Linked DNA regions of Sus scrofa: all the other regions are linked to region 3. Evidence: chromatin contacts called from public promoter capture Hi-C data. All regions are on one chromosome and are shown on one strand. Each heading gives the region's core, a stretch centred on a gene start, on an enhancer-like site or on the middle of the called end of the contact. The rest is flanking DNA. Distances are from core to core; before and after follow the strand shown.

Region 1 (2,872 bases), core at 366-2,865, 400 kb after region 3:
TTGTTACAGATTTTAAGTCAGGAACAAGAGAAGGGAGACCTAGAGTTCAGACTATTATTTTTAACAAACTATACTTATTAAATTAGTAAGTGGCCTTTTATTTCAATCTCACTTTATTAAATGATCTCTAAGACCCTTCTAGCTATAAAAATGACATAACTCTGTCACAATGGCTACCTCATAACTAGACTTACACTATCTGCAAAAGTGCACTGCTAGTTTATATAGACAATCAGGTCCAGAATACACAAAAGTAGATTCCTTAAATTTTAGAAGGTAACTTAAGATGTGGATGAAACAGTTTCTGCCACTATAGCTGTCTGCTGGAATTCTCATCTTCATTAGACCTGAAGGATGTAAGATTTTGTGTTTATACTAAAACAAACCAAACAATGTATTAAGGTGCTTACTAAAGTTTTTTTGTTTGTTTTTGGCAAATAACAAAAAATACACCTTAAAGATATTCAGTCCTAATAAAAAGATAGTCATACAATGTAGCAAGACCGCAGCATAAATAAGTTACAGCATGTGAAAAGAAAATAAGAGGTCACTTATTAATACCGTTCATACTTCAGCAAACCTTATTCCATCTAACAGTCTTAAGATAACCTATTCCTTAGGTAGTTTACGATAAATTCATATTTCCTCAACAGAAAAATTAGGAGCCAGATAGGGATCTCGGTTTTACCAACAGCACGCATTAACTTGTAGGTTTCAAAACTTTCATTTCCAGATAGCACTGAAGGACCACAGATGATTTTGGGGGCACTTCATCTCAAATGCATTCTCTGCAAACTTCCCTACCTATTTCATGGGTTACTTAAGAGAAAAAAAGGAAATTTTAAAAATGACAAGTGTTCTCTAAGGCTGTCGCATGGAAAACGGCCATTAAACATTTTGGCAGATCGTTTTACTAAGTACTGTCATAACTTGAAACACATTAGGAACACACGAGCTGTGCGAAAATCGATTATCAGTGGACATTAAAATTTTCCGGGGAAAGAGACGGATTACGTGAAGGACGTGCCTAACCCAGGGAGGTTTAAGTGACCTCGCCGCTCCTACTTCCGGGGCACTTGGTACTTTAAGTCCACCCCAGCCCAGCGACACGCTTCTCCTAGGCCAGGCCTCCTAGGCGCCGCAGTGAGAAATGCGATCCGTAGTGCCTCTGGCCACGTTGCTCAGACAAGGACCTTGGAGGCCCGGTGAGCGTTCTAAGAGCGCGAACCTCAGGCATGCGGCCTGTAGTCAAAGTGCCGATAGGGATCCAGAAGTCAAAGCCCCGCTATCCCTACTCCCTCCCTCCGCGCGGTCCCGCCCGGGGCGGGGGGGGGGTCCTGCGCTCCCAGGCCCGGGAAAGAAAACCCACTTCCGCCGCGTCCATGATGTCCCGCGGCTTCTCCTGACTCTTGCGGCTGGCGCTGGCGCTGGGCATCTGGACAAATGGACAACTGGACAGGGAAGCGATCACCACCCTCCCTCGCAGGCTTCCGTAGGGCAGGCCAAAGGGGCTTCTCCCTCCCGCAGTCTCCGCCCTCCCTGCACTCCAGTCACAGCACACACGTTCGTACTCCGCGTGGAGGGTCGGCTGCGGAAAGATCGCGAGAACTGCAACTCTCTCGAGATCTTGGAGCGCTGGGAGGCTGATAGCGCGCTCCAGTGTCGTCTTCTTGCCCCGCCCTTATGGGTGTTGGGAATCCCCGGGAATTCGTTATAGTCTCGCGGGAATGATTCTTGAGTAGAGGAGTCTCAAAGCCTTAGTTGGCACAAACTTGAGTCTTTTCGCTTTTCAGGCCTATCCCAACTACAGCCTTTACTGTGTCGTCTTTTCTGCCCTACTTACTCTTCTTGGCTTTAACTGCAGACTGTTCACCAAAACATCCACCCAACTCGAGATACGACTTTTCCTCTCATGGACTTATCCGCCTCCAACACTGTCCAGCGGGAGTATAGGTGCCTGGACTCATGGGAGACCTCTTCTCAAAAAGCTGCTCTGTGTACTGGGTTATAGGCAGTTGGCTTGCTAAGGTAGGATTGGGTACTGGTACCCAAGTTAAAAGTGAAACTGGAGTTCCCATCGTGGCCCAGTGGTTAACGAATCTGACTAGGAACCATGAGGTTGCAGGTTCGATCCCTGTCCTTGCTCATTGGGTTAAGGATCCGGCATTGCCGTGAGCTGTGGTGTAGGTCACAGACGCGGCTCGGATCCTGCGTTGCTGTGGCTCTGGCGTAGGCCGGTGGCTGCAGCTCCAATTTGACCCCTAACCTGGGAACCTCCATGTGCGGTGGGAGCGGCCCAAGAAATGGCAAAAAGACAAAAAAAAAAAAAAAAAAAAAGTGAAGCTTAAGCACAATGGCAAAAATCCTACATAACTGCCTGATTGCCTGGACCTGTTGCATCGTTAGAGGCAATGCATAGTGTTGCTTGTCCAATGAATGAATCTCTATATAGTTCGGCTTTTTTTTTTAATTGTCATTCATAAGCCGCTTATTGCAATTGAAAGTAATTTGGGGGCGTAGTTAAATGCCGTCTCCTCTGCTAGCCGTCTTTGCACTCCGTCAAGTTTTAACTACCTTACTAGTCTTAGCCTGTGACAAAGTGGCAGAGTTTTACTTGTTCAGGAGTGCAGATAGACCCCAATGCAAATGAAAGGGCTCTAGAGGCTACCACGTTCAGATCCCGGGGTACAATAGTGAGGAGACACATAGTCCCTGCCCTCAGCTTACCTTCTCATTGCAGGTATGAAGTAGAGGTACCAAGTACTATGCAAGTTTTTTTGAGGGCATTTACCTCAGACTTCGCTGAGGAAGTGATACTTCAGCTAAATTCTAGAAGAGTCAGCCAGGTGAAATGGGGCCTAAAGAATATTCA
Region 2 (3,292 bases), core at 323-2,822, 280 kb after region 3:
GTTGAAAAGGTAAATTTTAGATCACATATATTTTACCAAAATAAAAAAAAAAAAATTTCCTGCCATGTTAATGAGCCTTAAAGACACTGAACTCATTAGGGTCCCTGAATATGGCTACAAGAAATTTTAATGATGGGAAGCATTTTCCTAAGATATGATATAGTTTTTTTAAAGCTTCACTATACCTAGTGCTAACAACTTAGTGAATTTCTAAATATTAGTAAAACCACATGATATTTTTTTAGGACTATGACAAAGAGTCTCGGGCCAAGGATGTCATCGATGAGTAGTTCCAATGCAAAAAATGATCAAATTTAAAAACTGAATTCTTGGAGTTTCCATGTGGCACAGGGGAAATGAATCTGGCTAGGAACCATGAGGTTATGTGTTCCATCCATGGCCTGGCTCAGTAAGTTAAGAATCCAGCATTGCTGTGAGCTGCCGATGTAGGTTGCAGAAGGGGCTCTGATCTGATATTGCTGTGCCCTAGGCCAGTGGCTACAGCTCCGATTCGACCCCTAGCCTGGGAACCTCCATATGCCACAGGTGCGGCCCTAAAAAGCAAAAAAAAAAAAAAAAAAAGGATTCTTAAAAAATAATTTTCTAAGACATTCCAAAGTGCTTCTATTTCTCCTGGAGCTAGTGGGGTTCATCCTCAAGGAGAGCCATGATGTATCTGCACTAAGAAAAGTAGCAGATGGTAGTGGCTGTAAGCCAGGGCGAGGGGGTCTGAGATGCCTGGGGCCTAAAAAAGGTAACAGAAAAAAAAAAAAAAAAAAGTGAGGCTTAAGGGATTGGAAGGAAAGGAAGAGATGGGCGGGTGCGTTCAACGACATAAGCATCGCAGGGCGGCCCCTCGGAACATCTGTCAACCAAACAGGTCACCGCCACTTGGATCTGCACAAGCTCCAGGGCTGCCAGGCCCTCGGCGGACCCCAGCCAAGCTCCCACTAGGATTCCGAGGACACTTCGGCCTCCCACACCACCCAGCCGACGTGCGGCCTAACCGGTAAGTTACGCATCCCCACCCAGCCTCAATGTCCGCACCGGGAACCCGGGGCTAGGCAACCACTAGCCTTTCAGTCTGTGAGGACTGAATGGTGGGCCTAACGCGCTCGGTACCGGGCACTGCGCACCGCTCGAGTTTGAGAAAGGGCTCCAGATGCATTTCACCCGCTGGAAACCAGCCCTGCTCGGCCCGACCCAGGCTCCTTCCAGCAGCCCAGCTAAGCCTCCCGTGGGCCGCTCTCCCCGGCGCGCAACCCCTCATTTCCAGAACACTCGCGGCCCCCACAGCGCCCGGGCTCCGGAAGCCGGGAGGAGCCTGAGGTGAAGGTCCGCGAGGAAGGGGCGCTCGCCGACTTACTCCTCCAAGAAATCTAGGAACAATTTCTGGCACTTTTCGGCCACCTCGTCGCGGACTTCTAAGTGCTGGCTGCCGGCGCTCGGTTCCGCTGCCGCCGCGAGGTCCATGGCTGCCGAGCGCTGAGGAGCCGCCGGCGCCACGCTCGATCGCCAAGAGTAGCTTCTCCCTAGACGATGCCGCTTTGCGCGCGCCGCCTCCGCCCCGCCCCCTCGTCCCCCACTGGAAAGGTCGGAGCCAATCGTGGCGCAGGAGCTCAGAGATTTCGCGCCAAGCCTGCCCAATGAGCGCGGCTCTTCCCTTTGCCCCGCCCATGTAGCAGAGATTTCGCGCCAAATGCAAAGACCTGAGTAAGCTGGGAAGTCTGCCTTTGCGCCTGCGCAGTTTGGCTGCTAGGAGCCGGTTTAGAGATAGGTTGTTTGTTCCAGTGGTTTTTCAAATGTTCAGATCATCTCACTGAGAGCAATTGAGCAGAAGGCGTAAGACCTTAAGGAAAAGGAAAATGAAGATTCAGTCCTGCTTGAGACCTCCTGCTTGAGTCTAACTGGAGGAAATAAACCGTAAACCACCGGATAAAACCTCGTGGAAGAGTTAAAAGAGACGAATAAGCAGTACTGGCGCGGGGAGGGGAGAGGAAGGATTTGGCAGTTATTGTGGCTGGAGCTGACTGGGAAAAATCATAGAATCTTTGACATTATTGGTTAATTCCTCTCTCAAATGCACTGTAGACTTGCGTCCTCCTGATTTTACTTACCCCCCTCTTTGGCCATATTTCCCCGACCTCATTTCATTTGATTTTCTCTTATCTCTTTCAGCCATTCCTGGTTACCCTCTGCAGGCAGCTATTTAGGGAATCCATTAAATGTTATGGTCCCAGAGCCCTCCTTTCCCATAAAGGAGCTTTCTTAAGCAACCCCTTAATTTCCATGCTTTCAATTCACTAAAGTCTGGATGCTGATGGCTTCTGAATGTGTACCACCAACCAGTTCTCTTTCCTGGGCCTCCAAGAGATTAAGAGAAACCTGGACCTATTCCATTTTTTAGACTTGAAAGCACATTTAAAAGAAATTATTTTTTTAAATGCCAAACAGGGTGACAGAAGCTATGCTAATTCTTTTAACACACACACATATACACAAACACACTATTCACAGGAGTTTCCTGGTGGCCTAGTGGTTAAGGGTTCATTCAGCATTGTCACCAATGTGGCTTAGGTTTGATCCCTTACCAGGAACTTCCGCATGCCTCAGGCACAACCAAAACAAAAAAAAAAAAAACAGGAGTTCACGTTGTGGTGCAAAAGAAATGAATCCCATTAGGAACCATGAGGATAAAGGTTCAATCCCTGGCCTCGCTCAGTGGGTTAAGGACCCGGCATTGCTGTGAGCTGTGGTGTAGGTCGCAGACTTGGCCCGGATCCCGTGTTGCTGTGGCTCTGGTGTAGGCTGGCAGCTGTAGCTCCCATTAGACCCCTAGCCTGGGAAACTCCATATGCCACGAGAGCGGCCCAAGAAATAGCAAAAAAAGACAAAAAAAAAAAAAAAAAAGAAGGCAGAGTTTCATACTGACTTGCAGCCATGCCTGCTGAGTAATTTGGGACTTGCTCTTCTCAGCCTTCCACACCTCATTGGGCCTCCTTTCTCCCTTCAAATATGCATCTCTGAACCAGATTAGTGGATGAGGTCTCCAAGCAAGGGTTGTGGAGGTACCTTCCATAGAAGAGGAGAATGAGTTATGAAACATCTCTGTGTTATATTCCACAGAGTTCATGCCTCCATGTGTATGTGGGCCTGAGCCTGCTCTCCTTAGAAAGGCTTCCTTGGAGTTCCTGTTGTGGCACAGTGGTTAACGAATCCGACTAGGAACCGTGAGGTTGCAGGTTCGATCCCTGGCCTTGCTCAGTGAGTTGGGGATCCGGCGTTGCCGTGA
Region 3 (2,914 bases), core at 161-2,660:
GCATATGGAAGTTTCCAGGCTAGGAGTTGAATCAGAGCTGTAGCTGCTGGCCTACACCACAGCCACAGCAACATGGGATCCGAGCCATGTCTGGGACCTACATCACAGCTCAAGACAACATGGGATCCTTAACTCACTGAGTGAGCCCCAGGGATCAAATCCACACCCTCATGGATACTAGTCAGGTTTGTTACTGCTGAGCCACAGCAGGAACTCTCCTAATATTTAATTCTAACACTAGGAATAATTAATCGTTCCACTGCAAGGGTATATACATTAATCGAATTTTAAGGAATCCATTTAAAGTTGATGTTAAAGATCAACTCTAACTCTTCCTGAGCAACAGTGTCCTATATAAGCAGCAACTATCTGTAAGATTACTGTCTATAATCAGCATTATGTTTGTTTATAATAACACTATATGTGAGGCCTGGTTGGAAAAAAGTAAATAAAAATTGGAATGTTAGCTATTTTTAGGTTAAATATTTGTAGAAAATGGGTATTTTCGGATGTAGCCCCTCCTTAGCCCTGCAAAGATTGTCAAATGGTTGTACTGCTGGAGAAGAAATTTAAGTCATGTAGAATGTACAATATAAGAGCGTATGCAACTGTAAATAAACCATACATGCCTTTAGCCAATAGTTATTAGAGACCATATACTTTCATGAAAGTATTAAATATGGATCGGTTTTCATTTTAATGACAACCTACCAGAAAGTGCCATATCTTGATTATAATACATTATCACATATTGTCATAAACAAAATTCTTCTTTTGTAGTACAATGAAAAGTAGCTGGAAAATAAATCATTATCTATTCTCTGGCTTCAACTTACTGTAGAAAGCAACTGTGGCAACAGCATAGCTAAGTGTTATGAGGTTTGAAACGATCTCTAACCAATGACTAGGAAATTACTCAAGGTCTGCATCGAACCAATACCTCCCCTGTACCACACTCTGTATGGTATTACAAAAGGTTCTTTTCTTCAAGGTTGAGCTGATAAATTAAGATCAAAAGAAATCAAAGCCTTGTCGTGAATCCCCACAAAGCCCACTTAGTCCCTTACCCAGAGACACCCACGCTATCTCACAATGGTCACTAATAGTAATACAGAATTACATCGTCCCAAAGGCAGGGTTCCACTCAGGGCGGGGACGATTTCCTCCACTTTCAAGGTCTCAATAAAGCCAAGAATGGCATCTCTCGGCGAGAAGCACTACTTCTCCTCTTTATAGATTGTGAAGTGACTCACTACCGCCCCTTTAGCGGTGCGCGAGAAACCAGTTATATTTTCCACAGAGTTAAAGGGACCTAGCCTAAGAAGCCTACAATTCCCATCATGCCTTAGGAAGGCGCCGCCGACGCGCCTTAGCTACTAGTCATCCTTCCTACTACCTCCGTCCACTTCCGGGACTGCCGGGCCTGCGGCCTTGTAGGATAGCGCACCCACCGACTTGCCAACAAGACAAGTCACCGGGGTGCCTAGACGACGGCGACGTGTGGTGTCACGTGTCGCGGGGCGCTCCTCGTCTGCGCGCTTGCGCGCGTCCCAGAGGGCCTCTGACCGGCTTGCGCGCCTGTGCGGGGCCGGAGGCGGGGGGCGGACCAGCTGCGGCTGCGGAGGCCGCGGGGCCCGAGGACGGAGAGGGCGGGGTCAGCTCCGGGACCGCGGCGACAACACACCAAACGAGCGATAGGGCCCGAGGGCAACGATGCTGTGGTTTCAGGGCGCCATTCCGGCCGCCATCGCATCAGCCAAGAGGAGCGGCGCGGTCTTCGTGGTGTTCGTGGCAGGTGAAAGAGGCGAGGGCCCGAGATGTGGCCGGGTCATTCCCCACCCCGCCCCGGCCTACGTCCAACCCCAGAAGCCCCCTGCCTTTCGTCCTCGTGCTGAGGGGCCCGGCCTGTCGGTGCTGACTGGCTTCTCAGCGCCTCCCCCGTCCGTTTGGAGCTCACCGGGCTTTGCCCCCACCACCGGCTTCTCCCGGCCTTGTCCGGAGAGCGCGCCTAGCCCCGCCGTCACCTCTCTGTGCGGGGCGAGGGGAAGAGCGGAGCAGGCCCTCGCCCGCCCTGCCCCGCAGCTCCCCGCCGAGCCTTACTCCGGGCCGCCTGCGGAGTTGTTGCTCACAGACCCCCACCGCCCCCGTTGGAGATTTCTGTCTCCGAGGACCCGCTTCGGGAAACTTTAAAGCCGCTGTCATTAGTGTTGAGGTGCGGGGAGAGACAGGCCATTAGCCAGGCAGGCAGTTTGTAACTAGTTGTGGACTGCCAGGAAGAAAGCTGTGTCATAGGTAATCCACAAAGAGAAACCACCTGATGTCACGTTCCTGAGACGCAAACTTTTCAGGTCTCTATAGGTTTGACTTTTTAAACAATGTTATGGGGGGTGGGGTGGAGAATCTAATCTTTTTCTTATTTTAACCATTTGTTTAGAAGAAGTAGATACAGAGGCTTTGGCTATCTTTGTTGTCTTCCTAGTTTCATAGCTGCAGTTTCAGGTGTACTGACTCATTTATCCTAAGTTGCTCTGGGATTTATTACTGAAATCTTCTATTTTTCAGTAAACAGATGCTTCTGTGGTTTTGTTGATCCTCATTATGTAAACCAAGTCAGTGTTTGTGACTACCGTTAATTCGAGGTGTATTATTTCAACTATTTGTGTTTAATAGCAGTTTGGTCATTATTAACTCATGACTTGGGAAAATAGATAATAGCCCTATAGCTTTATGCACTACAGTGAAGACGAAGTTGCTGAAACGTGAGTTTCACTTAACATTAAAGTTGGAATTTCAGATTGTTTTAAATTCTGCTAAAATTTTAGTGCAGTGCTATTAATTAGAAGAACTTGGGTAGTTTAGATTCTCTTATGCTGTTTTTGTTTGTTTTTGGCGGCGCTTGTGGCATGTGAAAGTT

What was found. Promoter capture Hi-C pulls out the DNA fragments that hold promoters and counts their contacts.
Region 1: a contact with region 3 is called in a promoter capture Hi-C map of liver, with 4 times the contacts expected there. The contact joins the promoter of DARS here to the promoter of UBXN4 in region 3. A contact is called at or near these places in 1 of 5 promoter capture datasets (liver) and 2 of 47 Hi-C or Micro-C datasets (both in liver).
Region 2: a promoter capture Hi-C map of liver shows a contact between it and region 3, with 2.8 times the contacts expected there. The contact joins the promoter of MCM6 here to the promoter of UBXN4 in region 3. A contact is called at or near these places in 1 of 5 promoter capture datasets (liver) and 1 of 2 datasets of contacts at active chromatin or transcription factors (alveolar macrophages).

The regions. Positions count from the first base shown.
Region 1 is chr15:15,809,240-15,812,111 of Sscrofa11.1, reverse strand. It overlaps DARS (aspartate--tRNA ligase, cytoplasmic), which reads right to left and starts at 1,615. Exons shown (of 16, transcript XM_003133266.5): 1 at 1,370-1,615. The coding sequence starts at 1,435.
Region 2 is chr15:15,921,918-15,925,209 of Sscrofa11.1, reverse strand. MCM6 (DNA replication licensing factor MCM6) reads right to left here and starts at 1,572. Exons shown (of 17, transcript XM_021075844.1): 1 at 1,367-1,572. The coding sequence starts at 1,473.
Region 3 is chr15:16,205,007-16,207,920 of Sscrofa11.1, reverse strand. It overlaps UBXN4 (UBX domain-containing protein 4), which reads left to right and starts at 1,410. Exons shown (of 13, transcript XM_021074795.1): 1 at 1,410-2,348.